Regions from separate parts of the Pan troglodytes genome. Here regions 2 and 3 are each linked to region 1. The links are chromatin contacts, called in public HiChIP or PLAC-seq maps. All regions are on one chromosome and are shown on one strand. Each heading gives the region's core, a stretch centred on a gene start, on an enhancer-like site or on the middle of the called end of the contact. The rest is flanking DNA. Distances are from core to core; before and after follow the strand shown.

Region 1 (4,084 bases), core at 1,133-3,632:
GGACGAGACCACTCCGGGCCCGGAAAAGGGGGGCGCCGGACCACTCCACCGCCTCGGGGACGGGGGAGGGCGGACGAGACCACTCCAAGCCAGGGGGCTTCTTCGAGACAAAGTTGCGCCCCCGACCCCAGACCCTCGCGCGGCGGGCCTCACCGTCAGCGCCAGCCGGTGGATGCGCCCGGAGCAGCCACCCAACAGCAGCACCAGAAGTAGCCGCTGCCCCCACTCCGCGGGGCTCCCGCGGCCGAGCCCCCTCCTCTCGCTCACTGCCATCTCTGGAGCCACCTCCTCCCCGACTCCGCCTCTGGCGCCCAAGCCCGCCCACCGATGAGCCAATCGCCGCACGGCGGGGCCCGGCCTTTCGGAGTTTCCAGTCCGCCAACCAATCAGCAATTGCCTCTCCGCAAGCCCGCCTCCTTGCGTCACCGACGGACAGCATCGGTTCCGAATGGGAGAGCCGATAACGCTTAACCCCCAGCTCACTGTCACCAATCGCTATAAAGATTGTCCGGATGTGATTTAATGAGCAGTTTATCTAACCAATTGTCATGGACCTTGAAGCGGAATTTCTCCACCCACTCTTAACGGTCAGGGACTACATTACCCAGAATGCAGCGGGAGCAGACAAGGGCCACAAAGCATTAAATAAACTACCTTTCCCAGTATCCCCAAGGACGGACTTCCTCTTCTTGCCCCAGGGATGTGGCTACCAGCCAGAGCTGAGGCTTTTGGTAAACACACGCATCTGTTCAGGCCTGACCTGTTTTCCTAATCTTCCTGGTCCACAGAGAGGCCTAAAGCTGGCCTCAGGTTAAAGTTTGACCCTAGGATGACCTAAGACCCCAGGCTGAGACCCCAGCCTTAGGCTAAGCCTTTTATTCCAGAGTGAGGCAATTGGAGCCACACCCCCAGATTCCAGGCTAGACTGGACTCCGGGCTGAACTCTGACCCCAGGTGAACTCCCTCTCTGCAAGTTGAGTCCTAACTTCAGCCTGAAACTCTGACACCCCCTCGTCCCCCACACCACACACTGAGGCTTAATCTCTGGTTTAGGCCACCGATCTGGACTAGCCCTGACTCCAGATTGGACCTGACCCCTTACCGGGTTGCTAATCCTTCTGGTTAAGCCTCTGGCCTCTATCCCCTATCCCCACGGTGGTGCTGACCTGGACTGAACCCCAATTCCAGTTTGAGTCTCTGAGCAGAGGTGAACTCAGAACTTTGCTAGGCTGAGCCCCCATTTGAGACTAGCCACAGAACTCACTGGGTTCAATTGCCCAACTGCAATCAGACATTTTCTAGCTCAGAAGCCACCAGCAGGTGGGGCCAGGTCTCAGCAGAGACATCAGTCCCAGTGTGGGCTCCCAAGGCTCTCCTCCTGGGCTCAGCCGTATCTCTCTGTTCTGGGAGCCTGGGTGCTCTGTGTAAGGGGAACGTATACCCAAGGGCCCCCCTGCAAGACGCCCAGCCTTGTCTGAGGCTGCAGAGAAAGCGCCAAAGCCCGGAGAGAATGGGAGTGGGAATCCCCAGTGCCTCCTCTCCTCTTTCATTCCAGCACCTCAAAGGGATTTACAAGGTGTGAACAGACTTTTATGGGAGAGGTGACAGACTTCCCTTCTCCAGGGCCCAGATGGCCCAGATGTCTGGGGGAGTGGCGGAATCGGAATCTCAGGGGCAGTACTGAGAATGAAACCAGGTTAAACTGGAAAATGGGCAGATGCAGGCGCGAACTGGAAGGCAGCTGGGGAAGGGCCTGGGCCTGGCGCCCCAAGGACGGCCTGTCCTCAGTTTCCCAGCGGAGACTCTGGGGGAGGGAAGGCAGGATGCGGTGCGGGAGTTAATGGACCCGGCCTTGGCGAAGGCGCGTCCTGGGTTGGATCGAAGCCCTCTCATCCGCCCTGTGGCCGGAGGGACCAGACCATTAGTGGGACGAACCTAGACGCCTGGAGCCGGGCCGGCTCGCAAGAACGGGGTGACCTCAGGTTGCCCCTGCAATGGGGTTGAGGAAGGACTTCTTGAGTTTGGGGTTTTAGTGTCTTGGCCCTTTAAGGAATAATTGCGGGGAAAGGGGAAAAGGAGATAGGAAGAACCGTTTGGAGCGGGGAAGGAAGATGAGAGGACGAGAGGGACCCCGGGGATTTGGAAAAAATGGGTGGGGGTTCTTTAAGGGGTCGGTCCAGCGGCGTCGAGTGGCAACGTTGGTTTAAAAGGGGGCGGAGCGTCCGTTGGGCCCCGCCCCCGAATCGCAGGGCTTGGGCTCCGCGCGGGTGGGGGCGTGGCAGAGCGTGCAGGGGGGCGTGGAAGAGTCTGGGGTGGGCGGGGCCGGGCGGGGCGGGGCGGGGCCAGGCGCACCGCCCTCGGCTGAGTCTCCCCGGGGAGGGCGGAGGGCGGCGGGCGGCGGGCGGCGGGGACCGGGTGCGGTGGTGGCTGCGGCGGCGGCGGCGGCGGCGGGAGCAGCATGGATTGGGGCACTGAGCTGTGGGTAAGTCCAATCGGCCCGCCTCTAAGTTCCCCTTTGCTGGGGTCCAGGCACCCCCCTTTTGTCCCCAATGTATCTTAGAGGGGGCTCCGCGCCTTTCCCTTCCACCGACCCTTGGGTCCCCGCCCTCCACCCTCCGCTCTCTCTCGAAGTTTATCTGGGAGTCTCAGCACGCTCAGGGGCGAAGGGCGACTTTGCCGGACCGGAGTGGGGAAACTGAGGCACAGGGTTGAGAATGAGGCGGGCAGGAGGAATCCTGGGGCCAGGCCGGGGCGGCTGAGAGAGGTCACCTATTTTGGGCGCCCTGGCCGGGCAGGCGGCTTATCTTACGGCCCCTGGGTCCCTGCCCGTCGTCCGCCTGTCCGGCTAGGAGGGGGGAGGGGACCCTCTGGTCACCCTCATCCCCACCCACGTGGGACCTAGAAGTCCTGACCGCCCTTTCCCTCGCCTTTAATCAACACCTAGGGGCTGGGGACGCTCATGGAGGGGAAGGGGGATGCTAAGCTCGGCCTGATCCCCCTCCCTGGCTTCCCCCTGCTCACCCCAGGCCCAGGGCGGGACCGCCCCCTGGTCGCCTATAACCTCAGCCCTGGAAGCCCCAGAAATTTCCCCCTATCCTAGCCGGACCTCTGACCCCTCCCCTTCCTGGGGGCGGTGGAATCCCTGAGTTCTTAGTGCAGCGGGGGTAACCAGACTGCCACCCCCTCCTCCAATTCTGCGATTTCTTTTGGATGTGTAGTGGGGTCAGTGGGGTAAATTGAGTCACCCATCGGGGGATCCCTGGAAGCAGGGAGATTCAGGGAACCTGGTGCCTGCCCCCTGGCCACTCAGGGGCCCCCAATCTGCCAGGAACCCTGCCCCTCTGGCCTTGACTCACGCCGGGCCGGCCGGATTTTCCGGAATCCGGGGGGATTAGGGGAGCCCGAGCTGGGGGAGTGGCCCTGTCCCCTTCCACGCCCCTCTTGGAGGTCCTATGACGGAGACCTCCATCTCCCGGCCGGGGTGGCTGGGGCCTGGGCGCTGTTCTCCGGCCCTTCCCGGGAAGGGGAGGGGGTTCCCGCCAGTTTCCTGCCTCCCCCCGCGCCACGCCGGGGCGGCGCCGGGAAGCCACTCCTTCTAGGAGCGCAGAGCCTTGGCCCTCCCTGGGAGTCTGGTCGGCGGGCTGTGGGGTCCCAAAATCGTGACCCCGGCCCCTCTCCCCTCCTCCCCCACCATGTCCCATGTCAGGATCAGTTCGAGGTGCTCGAGCGCCACACGCAGTGGGGGCTGGACCTGTTGGACAGATATGTAAAGTTCGTGAAAGAACGCACCGAAGTGGAACAGGCTTACGCCAAACAACTGCGGTGAGACCCTGGGGTGGACGCTACGGAGGACGCGCCTGGGGCGACGGGGAGCGGTGGGAGGGCTGCGGGCTCAGCCCTCCTACCTCTGTCTCCCCTTAGGAGCCTGGTGAAAAAATATCTGCCCAAGAGACCTGCCAAGGATGATCCTGAGTCCAAGTAAGGTTGGAGAGGGGCTGCAGGGCTAGATTTGTGGGGGAAGGCGGTGCATGGGTCTCACTTCCCCTCCCTCAGCTGGGACACCCCACCGCTCCTCTCACTTCCC
Region 2 (4,084 bases), core at 1,047-3,546, 380 kb before region 1:
AGTGAGCTCTGATCGCACCACTGTGCTCCAGCCTGGGTGACAGAGCGAGACACTGACTCAAAACAAAAAAAGAGTCTACCGCTTACTGCTTGGTAAACTTCTTATACATCAAAATCCACTTCAGGAGTCTCTCTGAATCTGCTGTTTTTTTTTTGTTTTTTGTTTTTTGTTTTGAGATAGAGTTTTGCTCTTGTTGCCCAGGCTGGAGTACAGCAGTGTGATCTCGGCTCTCTGCAACCTCTGCCTCCTGGGTTCATGTGATTCTCCTGACTCAGCCTCCCAAGTAGCTGGGATTACAGGCATTCACCACCATGCCGAGATAATTTTGTATTTTTAATAGAGACGGAGTTTCACTGTGTTGGTCAGGCTGGTCTCGAACCCCTGTCCTTAGGTGATCCACATGTCTTGGGCTCCCAAAGTGCTGGGATTGCAGGCATGAGCCACCACAACACCTCGCCTGAATTTGCTGTGATTCGAAGGACTGCCCCGGGAAAAAAAAGAAAAAAACACTTCAAGTAGACCCCCATGTGGGAGGACCTGAAGACTTCTCAGACTTCCATGGTCCCTGATCTAACACAGCAATAAATCATTCAAACTGAGCACTTTTTACACATTTTTGGACCCTTTCTGAGGACTTTCTGCACAAACCTAGGAGGTAGGTTATCATTATCCCCACTCTGCAGATGCCTCCAAAGCCCTCTACCTACCTCCTTTATCACCTCTTCATCTCTTGGTTCAATGTGTATTTAATGAGCACCTACTGTGTGTCAAGCACTATTCTAGACTTTGGGGATGAAGCAGTGGGCACTTCTTAGATAGTGACATTGAACTGAATGATGAAAAAGAATCTGGCTTGAGAAGGTGTGGCAAAAAAGAGAAGTCCCAACATTACCAGCAATCTTCCTACTTCCACCATTTTGCCCATTCTTTTTCCTCTGCTGGAAATGCCTTTCCCCAGCTAACAAACTGCTACTTATCCTGCAAAGCCCAATTCCAATACCTGCTTCTCCTAGGAATGCTTTCCGGTCTGATCTCCAGGCAGAATCCACAACACCCTTCTCTGGGCTCCCACACTCTACTCCACAGGTGGCCAAAAAATGAATGAGGAGGTCTCAGTAGAAGTCGGCCACACCAGGCTGGAAGCTCTTCAAGGCCAAGACCCAGGCTAAGTCCTCTCTGGGACCCCTCTTCCAAGATGAGCTGCGGGAACACTGCAGCTTTTTTTTTTTTTTTTTTTTTGAGACGGTGTCTGGCTCTGTCGCCCAGGCTGGAGTGCAGAGGCGCCATCTCAGCTCACTGCAAGCTCCACCTCCCAGGTTCACACCATTCTCCTGCCTCAGTCTCCTGAGTAGCTGGGACTACAGGTGCCCGTCACCTCGCCCGGCGAATTTTTTGTATTTTTAGTAGAGACGCGGTTTCACCGTGTTAGCCAGGATGGTTTCGATCTCCTGACCTCGTGATCCGCCCGCCTCAGCCTCCCAAAGTGCTAGGATTACAGGCGTGAGCCACTGTGCCCGGCCCTGCAGCTATTTTTAAAATAAGGAATAAGTGGGGTGTGGTGGCTCATGCCTGTAGTCCCAGCACTTTGGGAGGCCAAGGTGGGAGGATCACTTGAGGCCAGGAGTTTGAGACCAGCCTGGGCGACATAGTAAGACCCCATCTCTACAATATATATATATATGTTTGCCAGATGTGGTAGCGCACAATTGTAGTCCCAGCTACTCTGGAGAGCAAGGTGGGAGGGAGGGTCGCTTGGGCCCAGAAATTTGAGGCCGCATTGAGCTAGGATGGCGCCACTGCACTCCAGCCTGGGCCACAGAGTGAGATTCTGTCTCAAAAAAATAAAAAATAAATAAAATAAAGCAGAAACAGTAGAAAACAAAGACGAGGTCGGGCACGGTGGCTCACGCCTGTAATCCCAGTACTTTGGGAGGCTGAGGTGGGAAGATCACGAGGTCAGGAGTTCAAGACCAGCCTGGCCAAGGTGAAACCCCATCTCTACTAAAAATAACAAAATTAACCGGGTGCAGTGGTGTGCATCTGTAATCCCAGCTACTGGGGCAGCTGAGCCAGGAGAATGGCTTGAACCCAGAAGGCAGAGGTTGCAGTGACCCAACATCGTGCCACCGCACTCCAGCCTGGGTGACAGAGCAAGACTCCGTCTCAAAAAAAAAAAAAGAAGACGAATTGGTCGGTAAGGGGACTCGAACTGGAGACTCTAAAACTTCTCCAGCCCTGCCCACTCAATTTACTTCACTGGCTCCTCCCTTTCAGGCTCCGCCCCTATCCCCGCCCCACCCTTAATGGCGCCCGCCCAGACTCCCGGAAGTGGGCGGCCTAGCGAGCGAGCTCCCAGGCGCAAAGCACGCCGGAAGCTGTAGTTCAGCCATCGGACGGAAGCCTACCGGGGCGTGCGGAGGGATGTGGCCCGGAATATTGGTGGGGGGGGCCCGGGTGGCGTCATGCAGGTACCCCGCGCTGGGGCCTCGCCTCGCCGCTCACTTTCCAGCGCCGCGGCCGCCGCAGCGGACACCCCAGAACGGCCTGGCCCTGCAGCGGTGCCTGCACGCGACGGCGGCCCGGGCTCTCCCGCTCATTCCCATCGTGGTGGAGCAGACGGTACGGCGGCCGGGCGGGGACACGGTTCGGGGGCTCTGGGCTGGGTGGGGATCGGCTGGCTGCCCCCGACCCCTCATCTCCATCTTTCTACCCCCAGGGTCGCGGCGAGCGCGCCTATGACATCTACTCGCGGCTGCTGCGGGAGCGCATCGTGTGCGTCATGGGCCCGGTGAGCGCCCCGCGCCGGGACCCTCCCCAGGACTCTCCCAAGCGCCTGCCGACACTCCCTGCGCCCCTCCTTCCCTGGCCCCAGACTTTCCCTCAGGCTCCGCTCCCCTTCTAACCCCCTTCCCTCCCCTTCTGACTCCCCTCCTGGCTCCCGGTCCCCCCACCCGCTCCTCACCCCTTCTCTGCTCCTCGGCTCTTAATCTCCGACTGCCTTCCTGACACCTGGCACCGCTCCCCTCATTCCTACGCTCAAGACTCTCCCCAGCCATTCTCACCCCTTCCTTTCCTGTGTCCCTAGCCCCCTGACTACCCCCTTCCTGTGCTCCAAACTCCCTGGGTCCTCTCCACTACTCTCTCCCCATCCCCTTCTGGGGCCTAAATTCTTCCCCATCCCTTTTACTTTGGGCTCTGGTCCCCCTTCCTGGTTTCCTGACCCATCCCCAGCCTCCCTTAAAACTCTCTCCCTACCCCGAATCTGGGGACACCCCTGCCCTCTCCACCTGCAGATCGATGACAGCGTTGCCAGCCTTGTTATCGCACAGCTCCTCTTCCTGCAATCCGAGAGCAACAAGAAGCCCATCCACATGTACATCAACAGCCCTGGTGAGCAGGGTCTTTCCTGGGTGCCAGGGGCACTCGTCAGGGCACACGGGTGACTCAGGGGACCAGAATCCCGGGTCAGGGATGTTCTCTCTCTGAGAAAGGGTGCAGAGCGTCAGAGTTCCAGAAGTGGCTTTAAACCACCAAAAGGTGCCTGTTGCTGGCTTTTGAGCCTCGGTTCACAAGTCAGGATGTGGCCTCTTTGATCCTGCACATACTGTTCTGCCAACCTGACCCGGCTGACATTTAAAAATTGGTAGATTTTAGGCCAGGCACAGTGGCTCACACCGGTAATCCCAACACTTTGGGAGGCTGAGGCGGGCGGATTGCTTGGGCTCAGGAGTTCAAGACCAGCCTGGGTAACGTAGTGAGACCCCATCTCTATAAAAAAAGTACAAAGATTAGCCGGGCAATGTGGCGTGTGCCTGTAGTCCCAGCAACTCGGAAGGCTGAGGGAGAAGGATCACTTGAGCCCAGGAGGTCGAGGCTGTAGTGAGACCATCTCAAAAATAATAATAATTGGTAGATTTTTTCCCCCTCCCCAAAAAAAGTAGTCAATTTTGATTGAGCACTTATGATGGAGGCTTTTTTTTTTTTTTTAATTGAGACGGAGTTTCGTTCTGTCACCCAGGCTGGAGTGCAGTGTTGCAATCTCAGCTCACTGCAACTTCTGCCTCCTGGGTTCAATCGATTCTCC
Region 3 (4,084 bases), core at 620-3,119, 320 kb before region 1:
ATGAAATCCTCATTTGACCAAAACAGAAGTCTCTTTGGATGGCTGGGCACTGTGGCTTATGCCTGTAATCCCAGCATTTTGGGAGGCCGAGGCGGGCAGATCACTTGAACTCAGGAGTTCGAGACAAACTGGCTGACATGGTGAAACTCCATCTCTTCTAAAAATACAAAAATTAGCTGGGTGTGGTGGTGCACACTTATAATCCCAGCTACTCGGGAGGCTGAGGCAGGAGGAGCACTTCAACTGGAGAGGTGGAGGCTGTGGTGAGCTGAGATCGTGCCACTGCACCCCTGCCTGGGTGATAGTGAGACTGTTTCCAAAAAACAAACAAACAAACAAACAAAAAACCAAGACTCTATGGGACACAAGTTACATCTCAGACACGTGAAGAGCAACTTTAAAGAAACCTCAACCCAGCAAACTTAGGATCAGAGTCTGGGGTTTAGAAACCCAAACCATGTTAAGAATCTCCCTTTCCACCAGTCTCCATTTTTCTACGCTGCTCTAGAGCCAAAACTCATGGGATGCCCACAGGGGGCCTGTCCCCACCAACTGACAGCACCAGCTTCCTCCCTTCAAGCTGCCCCAGAATCAAGACGGTTCCATGGGCAATAAGACCAAATGCACGCTAGAACCCACCCAACTCCAAGGGTGAGAGAGACGACAGAGGGCCAGAATACCGGCGTTCACTTAACGGGACCTCCCACCTTGGGAGGAGCCAGCCTCTAGCCCCGGAGGCATTGGGACAGCCCAGGAGCCGGTCGGCGACAAAATCCTCCCATTCTACCGACCCCCACCCCTCCAGGCAATGGGGAGGCTGCAAATGGAGCTGGAGAGGTCAGTCCTAGCAGCATGTGACACTTCCTTGTCATTACGCCTCAATACACGGTGGTGGGAGACCCTCCCTTCTTTCCCCCAAAGAGACAGACCACGCTTTCAAGCCACCAAAGCATCCAAGAGCCAGTCCCCACGCTCGTCTTCCCCATTTCGCCCAAGTGCTCAGCCCTGGACAGGTCCCCATCCACTTTCCCGACTGAAGAGGAAGGACTGTCTCTCCCACCCCCACAATGTCCCTTTCTCCTAGAGAGGGGACAGAAATGGGACGGGGTTGGGGGCAAACACTGCCCTTTGCCCTGATACGGAGAAGAGAGTAAAGGCCCTCCGCCCGGGAAGGTGGACCCCTGCCTCCAGGAATGTCCTAAGGCGGGGGGCTAAGGGGGTCCCAAAAGTGCGTCTCCGAGCTCCGGGGCGCCTGCACACCCAGGCGCCGCTCCTGGTGACCCCCGGTGCGCCCCTACCCCCTGCAGGGGGGTCACCCGCTGGGATCCCACTCGAGGCGCAGCGGGAGGGCCAGGCCCCCGCCTACCGCCCACGTGACCCCGCGACGGCCCCGGCCCCCCTCCGCGACCCTGCGCGCGCGCGCGCACGTGACCCCCGCCCCCTCCCCCGCCTGCGCGCGCGCGCGAGCGCGCCCCTCAGGCCCTCGGCCTCCTCACCTGGCGGGCCCGCTGCACGGCGTCGGCGAAGGCGTCCTTGCGGATTCCCGGGCCGCCTCCGCCGGGTGGCTGAGAGGGGCCCCCGGCCGACCCCCCGCCCGGGCCGCCGCCGCCGGGACCGCCGCCGCCCCGGTCCCCCGCGCCTGGCGGGCCCGGCGGAGGGCCTCCCCCGGCGCCTCCGGCTCCCCCGCCCCCGCCGGCGGGCGGCGGTGGCCCGGGCGGGGGTCCTCCCGTGCTGTAGTCCGACATGGCGCGGCGGGGCCGGGCCTGGCGCGGAGGCTGAAGCTGAGGAGGCGGCGGCGGCGGCGGCGGCTCAACGCGGGAACAAGGCCTCGCTCCACACGGCCGCGGAGCACTCTGGGAACCCAGCCGCTGGGAGGACGACGAGGGGGGAGGGAGTCGCCCCTCCCGCCGCCGACGTGACGGACGACTCCGGCGGGCCAATGGGAGGCAGCCGCCGCACCCCGGACACCAATCGCGAGCTCTGTAGGAGGTGGCCAATCGGAGTGCAATGAGGGGCAGTGGGCGGGAGGCTCAGAGTGACTGACAGCTCTCAGAGGCAATAGCTGCGAGCTTCCCGTCTGGGCGGGCAAATGAAGGAGATCTGAGAAGGCAGGAGGCCCAATGAAACGCGAGTGCCAGATTCGCGGGGCGGCTTCAGAATTAGATTGACGGTTCTGAAGAGTCACGTGGACTGTAAGGCCGGGCCTAGTGGAAGACTCCTATGGACCGGCTGGGTGGGCGTTAGGTTTGATCGTCGTGGACACAAGCCAATGAATGCACGTAAGAGGTGGTGCTTGTAAAGATGGGCAGTCAATTAATCCAATCCCTGACGAGTTCTGGGTGATGAGGTTGGCTTTGGACTTTAATTGCTTCCCTTGTTAACCAGAATCCTTTTCTATCCCTGACTTCTAAGCCAATGGCTGAGCGACATGGGTGGGTGTTCGGTGACTGACACTGGTCTGGACAAATGGGAATGAAGGAAATCAAAGCGCCCAGTTTTGGTGGGAGCCAGTGGAAGCGCCGCTGCATTGGGGCGGAGTCGGCCACCAGACAGCGAGGGGATTAGCGGGAACTGTAGTGAATGGCAGCCGACGTGGGCGGTGGCAATCGGCTGCCCGAACTCAGGCCTGATGTCTGGGTTAGCTCACCGGCAGCCTGGTTGGGTATGCCCGGCACGTGGCCCGCTTGAAGACTTAGAGATCGAGCGCTTCCGGAGGTGGGGAGGCCGGAAAGCAGGAAACTCGGGATCCCCCGGGCCTTCTCTCTCGACCCCCCATCTAGAGCGTCCAGTTCTCTTGCAGGACTCAAGGAACCAGCCCCACTCACGAGTCCAGAACCGTTCCAACAACCGGGATCGAGGGATCATAGCCTCGATCACACCCCTCACTTGACACCCCTCACTCCCTTCGCCTAAGGCCCTGGGATCCAAGCCTCAAGCTCCTATCCTAGGTCCTCACTTCCTCTCCTGGACACAAATTCCCATTCAGGACCCAGAGGCCCAAGGTCCCCAGCTCCCCTACTGGGTCCAGGGATCTCATGCACCCAGTTCCACTCCTAGGCCCAAGTATCCAGACACGTTCAGCAAAAACCATCTCTTTATTCCTTGTTGTGTGACATGTTCACCATTTCGCCCTGGAGCCAGGACGACCTACAAGGGGCCAGACTGGAGTCCACGTTTCTTGTCTCAGGCTGCACCCTGGGGAGGGAGTCCCAGGAGTCTTCTGACCCAGCACTGCCCCCCCTCCGCCCACCACCAACCCCAGCTTCAGGAATCTTCTGACCCAGAGCCCCACCCCCACCCCCAGCCTGCTTTTGCCACCAAAAACTGCCCCAGGGCCTGAACCTTGAGGCCTCGAGGGCTCTTTGGGGCCAGGGGTCATCAGGTCCTCCTGTCCCATTTCTGCCTAGGCTGTGTCGTCCAGCTCACAGCCTATATGCCCAGGGTTTTCTTCATGGCTTCGTACACCACATAGCTGATGCCACCTGCTGGTAAGACCTTCAGTAGCGTGGGGGTCATGCCTCGGTACAGCCCTAGCCAGCCCTGCTGGGCCAGGATCCGCTGGAGGACTCCGCGCATGGTGGGATTTGAGCCCTCCACGGTATCTGCAGGGACACAGGCAAGATCAGGACTAGGCCAGAGATGACTGGGCCTCCTAGGAGTCTGGAATGTTGCGGACAGGTGCTGAAGCCACGGGTAGGGGCCCCAGGGGTCAGTAGGAAAAGAGTTTTGAAGAGTCTTAGAGGAAATTGGTCAGTTTGAGGAGGAGTGGGGGAGTTTCTGAGTAGGAGTTATCAGGATTAATTTTAGGAAATTTTCTTGAGGGGTGGGAGTGGAGATAGGGTCTCTCTCTGTTGCGCAGGCTGGAGTGCGGAGGCACGATCATAGCTCACTGCAGCCTCGACCTCCAGAGCTCAAGGGATCCTCCAGCCTCAGCCTCCCAAGTAGCTGGGACCACAGGTCCATACTACCATGCCTGGCTAATTTATATGTATATATTTTTGAGACGCAGTCTCGAAAGTTATCAAAAGTGGGCTGGGATCAGACACAGAGGGTGCCGGACTCAGTTTTGGGGTATGAGAAAATT

What was found. HiChIP or PLAC-seq counts read pairs in DNA pulled down with a chosen protein or histone mark.
Region 2: an H3K4me3 HiChIP or PLAC-seq map of stem cell-derived excitatory neurons shows a contact between it and region 1, with 5 times the contacts expected there. The contact joins the promoter of CLPP here to the promoter of TRIP10 in region 1. A contact is called at or near these places in 1 of 7 Hi-C or Micro-C datasets (stem cell-derived neural progenitor cells) and 1 of 1 datasets of contacts at active chromatin or transcription factors (stem cell-derived excitatory neurons).
Region 3: an H3K4me3 HiChIP or PLAC-seq map of stem cell-derived excitatory neurons shows a contact between it and region 1, with 6 times the contacts expected there. The contact joins the promoter of KHSRP here to the promoter of TRIP10 in region 1. A contact is called at or near these places in 1 of 7 Hi-C or Micro-C datasets (stem cell-derived neural progenitor cells) and 1 of 1 datasets of contacts at active chromatin or transcription factors (stem cell-derived excitatory neurons).

What each region holds. Positions count from the first base shown.
Region 1 is chr20:9,104,899-9,108,982 of NHGRI_mPanTro3-v2.0_pri, forward strand. It overlaps TRIP10 (thyroid hormone receptor interactor 10), which reads left to right and starts at 2,383. Exons shown (of 14, transcript XM_063801082.1): 1 at 2,383-2,482; 2 at 3,707-3,822; 3 at 3,922-3,978. The coding sequence starts at 2,459. It overlaps GPR108 (G protein-coupled receptor 108), which reads right to left and starts at 314. Exons shown (of 17, transcript XM_054673265.2): 1 at 154-314. The coding sequence starts at 273.
Region 2 is chr20:8,721,096-8,725,179 of NHGRI_mPanTro3-v2.0_pri, forward strand. It overlaps CLPP (caseinolytic mitochondrial matrix peptidase proteolytic subunit), which reads left to right and starts at 2,297. Exons shown (of 6, transcript XM_512312.5): 1 at 2,297-2,619; 2 at 2,717-2,788; 3 at 3,294-3,390. The coding sequence starts at 2,422.
Region 3 is chr20:8,784,988-8,789,071 of NHGRI_mPanTro3-v2.0_pri, forward strand. It overlaps KHSRP (KH-type splicing regulatory protein), which reads right to left and starts at 1,870. Exons shown (of 19, transcript XM_024351124.3): 1 at 1,497-1,870. The coding sequence starts at 1,745. It overlaps SLC25A41 (solute carrier family 25 member 41), which reads right to left. Exons shown (of 7, transcript XM_009434473.2): 7 at 3,077-3,602. The coding sequence ends at 3,430.